3 separate regions of the Mus musculus genome follow, and regions 1 and 2 are each linked to region 3. A link is a contact called in public HiChIP or PLAC-seq and promoter capture Hi-C data. All regions are on one chromosome and are shown on one strand. The core of a region is the stretch at or near the end of the contact, and the rest is flanking DNA. Distances in the headings are between cores, read along the strand shown. Region 1 overlaps Slmap (sarcolemma associated protein). Region 2 overlaps Slmap (sarcolemma associated protein). Region 3 holds the start of Appl1 (adaptor protein, phosphotyrosine interaction, PH domain and leucine zipper containing 1).

Evidence for each region. Promoter capture Hi-C pulls out the DNA fragments that hold promoters and counts their contacts. HiChIP or PLAC-seq counts read pairs in DNA pulled down with a chosen protein or histone mark.
Region 1: a contact with region 3 is called in a promoter capture Hi-C map of pre-B cells. The contact joins the enhancer-like site here to the promoter of Appl1 in region 3. A contact is called at or near these places in 3 of 39 promoter capture datasets (cranial neural crest, hippocampal neurons and pre-B cells) and 1 of 115 datasets of contacts at active chromatin or transcription factors (trophoblast stem cells).
Region 2: an H3K27ac HiChIP or PLAC-seq map of extraembryonic endoderm stem cells shows a contact between it and region 3, with 6 times the contacts expected there. The contact joins the enhancer-like site here to the promoter of Appl1 in region 3. A contact is called at or near these places in 6 of 39 promoter capture datasets (the HPC-7 cell line, cranial neural crest, hippocampal neurons and 2 more) and 3 of 115 datasets of contacts at active chromatin or transcription factors (the 230-238 cell line, extraembryonic endoderm stem cells and stem cell-derived neural progenitor cells).

Annotation. Positions count from the first base shown.
Region 1 is chr14:26,418,586-26,421,839 of GRCm38.p6, forward strand. The region is part of intron 21 of Slmap (sarcolemma associated protein); the gene reads right to left. Among named protein-coding and RNA genes, the nearest start is that of Gm34223, 16 kb to the left of the region's middle. Within about 2 kb of position 1,771, at least 8 of the 459 cell types and tissues checked have an H3K27ac peak or open chromatin away from gene starts, as enhancers often do.
Region 2 is chr14:26,445,113-26,448,345 of GRCm38.p6, forward strand. All of the region lies in intron 13 of Slmap (sarcolemma associated protein), which reads right to left. Among named protein-coding and RNA genes, the nearest start is that of Gm34223, 43 kb to the left of the region's middle. Within about 2 kb of position 1,604, at least 2 of the 459 cell types and tissues checked have an H3K27ac peak or open chromatin away from gene starts, as enhancers often do. A contact at or near this core is called in extraembryonic endoderm stem cells, where this site is marked.
Region 3 is chr14:26,969,204-26,972,940 of GRCm38.p6, forward strand. Appl1 (adaptor protein, phosphotyrosine interaction, PH domain and leucine zipper containing 1) reads right to left here and starts at 1,348. Exons shown (of 22, transcript NM_145221.2): 1 at 1,198-1,348. The coding sequence starts at 1,251.

The DNA of each region.
Region 1 (3,254 bases), core at 521-3,020, 550 kb before region 3:
TAAATGGCAGTGTCAGGTCTAAGTATATTTCCTGGTAATTAAAAGTAAGCCTTGTTAGCCAAGTTGCTTACTCTTAAAAAAAGGGGGGGGGGCATTAACTTGTACAGGTCTTCCATTCCTCAGCACTGATGGATATCATCAGTGAGCTATCTAAACAAATAATCCGACTTACCACAAAAACTGGGGGATTTGACACTTAGAACCTATTAGCAACAATTTAAAAAACCTGGTTTTTAAAATCTGTTTCTAACAGGAAAGGTTCCATAAAGGAACAAGCCATTTTCTACTCTTGAAAATTGTGTGTGTGCATGCTATACAGACATATATATATATTTGTGTGTGTGTGTGTGTGTGTGTGTGTGTGTGTGTAACGCATGACTTTTATACAAACTATCCCTTGAACAAACCAATGTGATACACAGGGTGTGGTTTGATCTTTAATGTTTCCAGGAAGCTGGAATTCTAGACTGGTTCCATTTCTAGATATTGCCGCTTACTGAAGTCTAGGCTCCCAAAGGGAAACTGCTCTGCTGCTGGGCGTGTCTCTGTCTCTACTTCGGCTGCCCCATTCTGCCATCTGAGTGTTTTAGAAGGAAGACAGGAAGACGAGGACTGAATAGGAACAAATATCTCATGAGTGTAGTCTGTCAGAAAGGCGCCTCCTCTTCTCTAACATGGCTTAAAAGAATGGAAGATGTTTAGTTCTTCTCTACCTAAATCCTAAACTTAACAAAGGATGCCTTTATAACAGTGCTCTTGAAATAAAAACACTGGAGAGGACCTTATCAATACTCAATAAAGACAAATATAACGAAAAATGAAAATGTATAAAACATTAGAAGAGAAAGGGATAGGGAAGAGGCCAGGGTCAGCGTAGAGGTTACCAGGAAGGCGAAGAGAAATATGAGAGGAACGTTTTGTTACCTAAGAACATCCCCAGAGCAGCACAGCCCTAGACAGTATTCTAGAAAAAAACCTATAGACTAAAAGCCACAGTTTTGTGAGAGCGTTTTGTTTTTTGTTTTGTTTTGTTTTTTTTCACTTGATGTGATGGTCTATGAATTTCTCCCAGAAGGCAGAAGGTTACTAGAAGGCTGCCAAGAAAAAGTCCAGTGATAATAGTCTAGTTTTCACACCTTAGAACACGATCAGTTCTCAGTGATCTAACAGTATTAGTGAAGGACGAGTCAAAATTGCTTTGTTGACCAAACTTTCCCTCTCCTTCCACCATTTTGATATCAAGTCCACCTTCTTCATCAGGACCCTTAATCACCTCCCCACTTCAGGGACCACAAGAAAGCAGCACATCAGGGGATATTGCTGCACAGTTCCAGCACAAGAGTGCTTGGGAAGGCAGGGAGGCCTCAGTCATTTCAGGGCAGACTCAGACATCCAATGTTTTACATACTCTCTGCTTGGTAAGTTTGACACAGGATCTATGTAACTTAGGTTGGTACTAACTCAAGACCGCTCTCTCTTAGCTTCCTAAGTGTGGAGATTGCCAGTGTATGCCAGGAACTGGCTGAACTCTTAGATCATAGATAGTCTCATTAAATTAAAATAAATAAATACTTTATAAAATCAAATATAAAGATGATATACAATTCTTTTCTCTTACTATTGAACATTAAAAACTATTTCTGATAATTTTCCTTGGAGTTATTTATATAAAAATTGCCAATAGATAAAGCTTTAAACAGCAGAACAAAGGGCATCCTCTTCAGTCTTAGCTTTACACCTTGTTTGGACTTCACTTCTGCTCCCTCTTGCTTTTTAACTGGGAAGTAACCAGTGTCTTTACTCTTAAGATAGAAATATTGCATAATATTATCAACACGTGTAGCTCTCCTCCATAAAAATAATCTTATCTGGGGTTGCTCAGCTTGCAATTGTTTAACCTTTTCCAGCACTAAAGACACATAATCAGGATTGTTTTTTAAAGCACATTAAGCATGACTCCATGAAAGAAAGGAGAGCAAAGGGAAATGTCGACAAGAAGTAAATATGCATTACTGAAAAGTAATACTGTATTTGTAGTGGATTACAGAGATAAAACCTTATTAAAGCTATTTTACTTACAGACTAGTATCCGATATGTTGACAGAAGACAAACAGAACAGTTTCACATTACAAAGGAATATGATGATCATAGGTCATTTCACAAGGAAAACAGTGAACAAGAAAACAGCAAAGAAACATACTGACAAATTCAGACATACTTTTAAATATGCTGCATTTAATGCAATCCAAAGACCAGCAACAGTCTCGATGCTGCGACAACATGCCTCTGCCATTTGTGGAAACAGTCAAAGCATTTGGCACTGATTATTCAGTGACTGGAAGCAGACAAAGAAACAATGCAACAAAATGCCTAATGTTTCATAGTAACACAGGACAGGATCATCTTCCAGCCACAGGTTCTTCCCAAATACTGAAAGAATTATGGCGCATGGCCTGGAAGAAGACAAACTGCTTACAGCATTAAATATTAAGATATTTACTTTGGCACAAAATTTGTGTTTTAATCAAATGAAGATTTTCCTAAAATATACATCCTTAGCCCGGTAACGGAACATTTCCACATCAACATCGACACAAAGAGGAAAGGTGTTGCAGTTTGTTTTTCCTTTAGAAACAAGCACAGAGACAGAAGAACAGTAATCATTTCCAAATTCAGGACACTCCAGGCAAAGTGCAAAGAGAAACTTGCATTAATCAAAATTTCTAAAAACAACTTTCAGAAAATTCATTCCTAAAGACGAAAGAGCTGTCTTCTACATCCCTGTAACTCAGCAGGGATCTTGCTCATGTCTGCAGCTGGTGCTTCCTTATGGACAGACAGGCTTTATCAACGTGCGTCCTGAGCTGGGCAGGCAGGGATCAGTGCAGGAAGGCCAGCTGAAGCGACCATGTACTGGCCTGTTGTCAGCTTTAAGGAAACAGATCTATCCTGCCCAGAAAGACCGAGAGTAGGTCCTTCCCAAAGTTGATCTCACACCCTCCTTAACACAATTATTTAAAAAGCTAATGAAATCAAGGTTTAAGCAAAATCATATGAAAATATAAGTGTGTGTGTGTTTGTGAAGATGAAAAGAAAGCAGAGGGGGAAAATGCAGTTTTACAGAACAGGCATTTGGCCTATATATAGGTGAATTTCAAGTAACTTCTTTCTTGTTTGTTTTCTGACACAGGATCTCATGTAGCTGATCTCAAACTCACTATGTTGCTGAGGCTGGCCTTGAACTCCTAATTTT
Region 2 (3,233 bases), core at 354-2,853, 520 kb before region 3:
GGCTCATAAAGTCCTGGTTTTCTTATACTCAAACCTGCAAAGTTCTAGAAGCTCTTATGGGACACAGAGCAGTTCAGGAGACTTGTGAGCAGCAGCTCCTGAATGGCGCAGGGTAAAGAAAATAAGGCACAGACTGCTCTTAGGTAAACCCACACCCTTGCTTAAAGCACCACATGGATTCCCGGGTCCTGAGCACCTTTGGCATCTGGGCTGTCTATTCAAAACTTTCCCCTCTACCCCCTGTAGAGTAAGAAACAGAATACAATTCCAAATCTCTCACACCTGATTAACTTTTTTGGAATATTCCAAAATTTTGTTGACACCTATGACTTGCTAAAGTCTCCCCCACCCCTTTGTCCTTGTGACCTAAATCTTTTGTTATAAATGGATTCACTAACTGTATTTAATCAAAAGCTTTCAACTGCCTTTTAAAAACTGTGTCTTTTATTTCTAGGACTGCCCATTCATTTCCTATGCCTGCCCACTCCTTTCTTAGCCTTTCATTGCCTTTTTCTCCATGAGGATATAATTTAAATATGTGTATTTGGCATTCAAGATTTTTTCTAGTGGCAATAGCATTCATCTATTCATTGTATTAATTATCTGCAACTGAACTGTTTTTAATGCTGATGGCAAGTCATATTCTCTCTTAGTTTCCAGAACTCTATTCTCTAACTGCTTTCTAGGTATCTTCATGCAGAATCCCACAGGGACGTAATCTCATTGTGGCTAAAGCTGAGTTTCTATTTTCTTCCTTTCTCCTAAATGATGTAGGTGTCCTTCCTCTCTTGCTCCACTATTCTTTATTCAAATCTCTTTGACGGGATGCTGCAGCTGTCCATTACCTCCACTTTCCTCAATTCACTATAAACTACTTATGGGAACAAAAGGAGTCCTTCGAATATTACTGTGCACCAGGATAACAAAGACACGATAACAAGGAAATTGGTTTAAAGAGAATGGGGAGGTGTGTCAACACAGATCTGACCTAGGCCTCATATCTGTCTGGTTATCATCTCTTCTGGTCTTTCTCAACTACAACGATTGTCTTAAACATCAAAAACTCAGCCAGGTGATGGTAGGTTACACCTTTAATGCCAGAACTCAGAGAGGCAGAGGCCAGCCTGAAGTTGCTCTCAACTTCTAAGAAGCCAGGGCTACACAGAAAAACTCTTGTCATGAAAAACCATAAATAGGGGGGTATCATATTAGAATATATTGCTCAAAACTTTCCCTTTCATTTTGAGAAAGTGAAAAACAAAGCAAACAAAACATAAAACCTCCAACAACACAGAAGCTCTATTGCAATACCTATAATCTACAGAAAGAACAGCTTATGGCCTACTTCCCCTACCCCTCATCAGAGATCAGAAGAAAGAACTTCCATGTAACAGAAGATCCTTTAGATCTTGAAGGAGTTATCTGACTTGCCACAATTGAAAGAGATACAATAGATACAATAAAAAACCAAACCAAGCCAAACCAATCCAATCCACGGTTGGTTTGTTTGATATACTTAAGTATTACTCTAGAGTGGGGATTATTACCATGCTCTTGTTCCTCCTCATTTACTTGAGGCAGGGTCTTATCACTTATCAGCCGTGTTGCTCTAGCAACCCTCTTATCTCAGCCTGCTCACTGCTCAGATTACAGGCATGTGCCACCTCATCTGGATAGTGCCACATTTAGTCATGTGTATTTATTGTGTAAATAACACACACACACAGAGGTTTTAAAAGGTGTAGGTATTTATAAAGTGAATTTCTTTGAGGGCATTGCCCAGTCAAAGAACAGATCCTTTCTATCAACCTTCAAAGGTCGATATCAACTCTCTACGTTCTCTTCCCACAATGGCAAGGACTACCTGACTTTGTAATACTTACCCTTTCATATTTATTTGCTTCCTCCATTTCTTGGTATGTATATGTGTATTCATGTGTGGGTATGTGGGCACATGTGTGCACATGCATGTGAAGGCCACAGATTACACTGAGTACCTTCCTCAGTATTCATGTGTATTCATGTGTGGATATGTGGGCACATGTGTGCACATGCATGTGAAGGCCACAGATTACACTGAGTACCTTCCTCAGTATTCATGTGTATTCATGTGTGGGTATGTGGGCACATGTGTGCACATGCATGTGAAGGCCACAGATTACACTGAGTACCTTCCTCAGTTGCTCTCATATTATTTTTTGAGAGATGATTTCTCATTGAACCTGGTTCTCACCATCCAGCTAGTGCAGCTGGCCAACACATCTTCCTGTCTTTGCCTCACCTTATCTGGGATTACCAGGATGTGTGACTGTGCCGTTTTTTTCTACTGCTACTAGACATCCCTCTGGCCTTTGTGTGTGTGCAACAAGCACTTTGCCAAGCAAGCTATCTCCCTGTGCACTCTTTCGCATTTCTTTAGTCACACTACCCAAACATACCTGACTAAATAAATATAACTTTCAGGGTTTAACTTCCTAAATAAACTACTACAGTGCATATTCTTACATGTTATGCTCTGTCACCCAACAGATCATAGTGCATTTATTCACTAATATTGAAAGTCTTCTGAGTTGTTTCCAGTTTGGGACTATTATAAACCTGCTGCTATGAACATCCTTGAGTTTTAATCTAATTTATCTCCTTGGGCACTTCTATATGGAGCTTATTCTGGGAAGCAAAACTAGCAACAAAATCATCTTAACTACACGAGGGACCATCATCTAAACATTTATTTTAGTCATAAAGTATAGGATGATAAAATTGTAAATTTTAAAATTTTGAATCTGCCAAAACCCTACTGGATGAGAACTAAGCTTATTTCTTGGTTCACAGAAATAAATTATGTACCACATTACTATGTGGTTTAAAATAGAAATAAGGAATAAAGTGACATACTCACAAGAAGACTTTCAGCTGTCTTGGTGTTTTAAAGTTTCTGTTAAAAATATAGCTATTGGACTGGAGAAACGGCTCAGCAGTTAAGAGCACTGACTGCTCTTCCAAAGATCTTGAGTTCAAATCCCAGCAACAACATGGTGGCTCACAATCATCCGTAAGAGAGTGATATCTAACACCCTCTTCTGGTGTGTCTGAAGAGAGCTACAGTGTACTTACAGATAATAATTAAATCTTTGGGCTGCAGCAAGAAGGGCTGGTGTGAGCAGAGGTCCTGAGTTCAAGCCCCAGCAACCCCATGATGGCTCACAACCATCTGTACAGCTACAGTGTGCTCA
Region 3 (3,737 bases), core at 98-2,597:
CTTAACTTAAAAAAAAGAAAAATGATAAAATTCTTCTGACTAACACAACCACAAAATTGTAGCAAATCATCTGAAATAAATATATCTTAAGGCTTTACACTGAAAAAATCATTACGCACAATTTAAACTACGAGATAAACAAATATGTGGCTTTCTCTTTCTCACATTATCTGATAAGAGTACATTACCTCCTAGCAACTGGCCTATAAAGATTGCCTTCAGAGAAAAGAATAAATCAATTCTACAATCAGAGCACAATTCTAACTTTGAAATAAAAATTGGCACAAAATCCATGACAAAAGTGCCATCCAGGAAAACAAGCGCTAGCTCTTCTCTTTTCCTCTTTTTGGTTGGAGGGCCACTTATTAAACTACAAATGCCTATGAAGTATGTACTTCTCAGCAAGCAATATTTTTAAAAATCTACCTGCAACACTGTTTTATATCCCTTACTATACATAAAGGCTGGCGTAAAGATGAAGTTTACACAAGTTAGAGGCTCCAACACCTTTTAAAACACAATTGATGTCATTAAGTACTGAAAAAGAAATCCAACGAATCGTTTTATTTTTCCCAAACTGTCTTCAGCCAGAGCAACCACACCAGCATCATCCCTAACGCACAAAAACAGGGCTTTCATTTTGATGAGTTTATTCGGGCCAATCTGCTACCCAAAGCTCAGCCTCCTCGAAGCAGCGTAGGCGCCTTCCGTCACCCGCAGTGCACAGCTCAAGTGACAGCCACCAGCCTGAGACTCGGGCACCGACACAGCACGGGGAGCAAGGCACGCACTCCTGCTTCCACCGGCGTTGCACACTCCGCCTCGCAGACCCTTCCTAAGAAAACTAGCCACTGCCGTCCCCCCGAATGCCGGGCCTCCTCCGAAAACGCCACGAACAGGACTTATCTCACATCCTATCATCGCGATAAAAACAGCACCTCCCGTGAAATGCAAAGGCGACTCGGCGCGGACTCAAACGCCAGGCCCCACGGGAGACAGTGACGGCCGCTCGGTCTCCGGGCCGCCCGTGGCCCAGCCGCGCGAGTACGCGCGGGCCTCCAGCCCGGCCCGGGAGTGTAGGGCGCGGCCCCGGCAGACAGCGACCCCGGGCGGCGGCGCCCACCTGGGCCACGGGCACCTGAGGCTCCAGGCCCGCGCTAGGCCGCGCGCTCTCCTCAGCCGCCGCTCGCGCCTCACCTGCGGACTGTCCTCCAGGGTCTCTTCAATGGGCAGCTTGTCGATCCCCGGCATCGTGGCGAAGGCTGGGCGGCGGCAGGACACTCGGCAGCCGCCCACAGCTCCGCGCGTGGCCCCGCCTGCTGCAGCTGACCCGGCCCGCCCTCTCGCAGGCGCCGCCGCCCCAGCCCAGAGCTCAGCGGCCGCCGCGCGGGAAATCCCGCCCCCCCTAGGCCCACTAGCCCCGCCTCCAGCTCACCCATTGGCTCGCCGCGACGTCTGTCACCGCTACGGGGCTGACCGGGAATTCCTCCCCGACCGCGGGTTCTCTACCAGAGCAGTGGCCGTGCGGGCCGAGCAGTGTGGGGATGTCGACCTCCGTCGTCGGGCGCGCGTAGTTGAATACGTAGGGGGCTGTCTGAGTCACGCTAGCGCACAGCTAACCTGAGCCCGGAGTGAAGACCGCCGGAGGGGACCTGAGGCAGTTTTACTTCTGCACCATATTTCGTCAGCAACCAAAGAAAAAAAATCCCTACACCTAGCGTCATAACCTTCCCAACCCTGCTCCAAGTTTTCAATCTTATCTCCTGCAAAGAGCGTTAACTCACAAATCTGTGGAATCCGAAATTGTGTCATTAACGGGGTTTACAGTTAATTTGGAGTAGTAGACCCTAAACTTTTTTTTTTCTCCTGGACACCTGCCTATCGGCATCAGTTTAAAACCCTTGATTTTGTTGACAAATCATTAGTTCTTACCTCGTCTTCAAGTTTGTCATTGCTGAAAATACGACCACTATATTTCTTGTATATCACAAAGGAAAACTTTTTTTTAATAAAAAAATTTAAAGATACATTTATCGGAGGACTTCCTTCCGTCATTAAAGGGCTTCTCTCGCAAACCGATTGTCAGGTTTGGCAGGACTCAAAGAACTTCTCTGGTCTCCTTGACTGTAGAGTGAAGCTCACACAGTTGGAGATTTGACATGTAAGGACTAGGCTAACACTGTTTTGTTGTGTTGTGTTTTATGGATTCAGCCTTGATGCACCCTTTTCTCCAGCTTCACACGTTATTTCTCTGAAGTGTTGTACAGTGAGTTTACCGATATGCAAAAAAATTGGCAAAATCATTAATATCTCCCAAAAAAATCTACCCATTAGTCCACTAGTCCATTCCACTGTCATTCAAAGAGTACGATAAGCTGGGAGAAGAGTATTAGCTTCCTGCTTCTCCAGCTGCTTCGACCCAAATCCAGACACTGGAGCAAATCCAAATATGGTAATGAAGAGGAAGCTGTGAGTTTACCAGATTTTCCCCATGGTCTCTTGAAAGATAAAAACTTTGTTTCAGAAGTTTTTTTTTTTTTTTTAAGATTTATTTACTTATTATATGTAAGTACACTGTAGCAGCCTTCAGACACTCCAGAAGAGGGAGTCAGATCTTGATTCGGATGGTTTTGAGCCACCATGTGGTTGCTGGGATTTGAACTCCAGACCTTTGGAAGAGCTCTTACCCACTGAGCCATCTCACCAGCCCCATTTCAGACGTTTTATGGTAGACTTGAATTATAGTTCCACGGAATTACCTTCAGTGGTATAGCCATTTTATGCGAATCCATTCCTTAAATTCTCTATCAAATAGTCACCCTCCTGAAGAGATCTTTAGTTTTGAAGAAAGATGGTTTGGAGCCAATTCTTCTGTTGTATGAAAGGTTCCCACTTGTATTATGGGTATTTTCTTTCTTTCTTTCTTTCTTTCTTCCTTCCTTCCTTCCTTCCTTCCTTCCTTCCTTTCTTCTTCTTCTTTGTTGTTGTTGTTGTTTGGTTTTTTTGGTTTTTTTCAAGACAGGGTTTCTCTGCATAGCCCTGGCTGTCCTAGAACAAACTCTGTAGACCAGGCTGGCCTTGAAATCAGAAATCTGCCTGCCTCTGCCTCCCAAGTGCTGGGATTAAAGGCATGCACCACCACTCCCTGGCAGGTATTTTATTCTTGATATTTCTTTCTTACTCAGCTACTACGAGCACAATGCACCTGGCTGTAAAGAGGCAAAACTTTCAAGTAAGGTGTGTTGACACATGTCCATATTCCCAGCATTCAGGAGGCAGAGGTTCAAGGATCCTTGCAAGCTGAAAGCCACCTAGTCTAGAAGACCAGCCAGGACTACACAGTGAGACAGACCAGGGTTACTCAGGGAGACAGACCAGGACTGCACAAAGAGACAGACCAGAACTACTCAGGGAGACAGACCAGGGTTACTCAGTGAGACAGACCAGGACTACACAGTGAGAGAGAGAGACCAGGACTACACAGTGAGAGTCTGTGCCAGAGAGAGATGGGGAGAGGGGGATAGAGAAGGAAGAAGAGAAAGCTTTCAAGATAGTGACCTTCTTGATTAACCTGTAATTTGTAAAAGGAAAGAAAAAGAGGATAAGGATAATTAACAATAATTAGGAATGATAATTAGCAAAGAATGAGAAACACACTGGTGGTGGTGTAACAAGAGGAATTAACCAGCAGCTTGGTCAACCCAAAAGGGAGGAAGAGGGAGAGGGAGAGGGAGAGG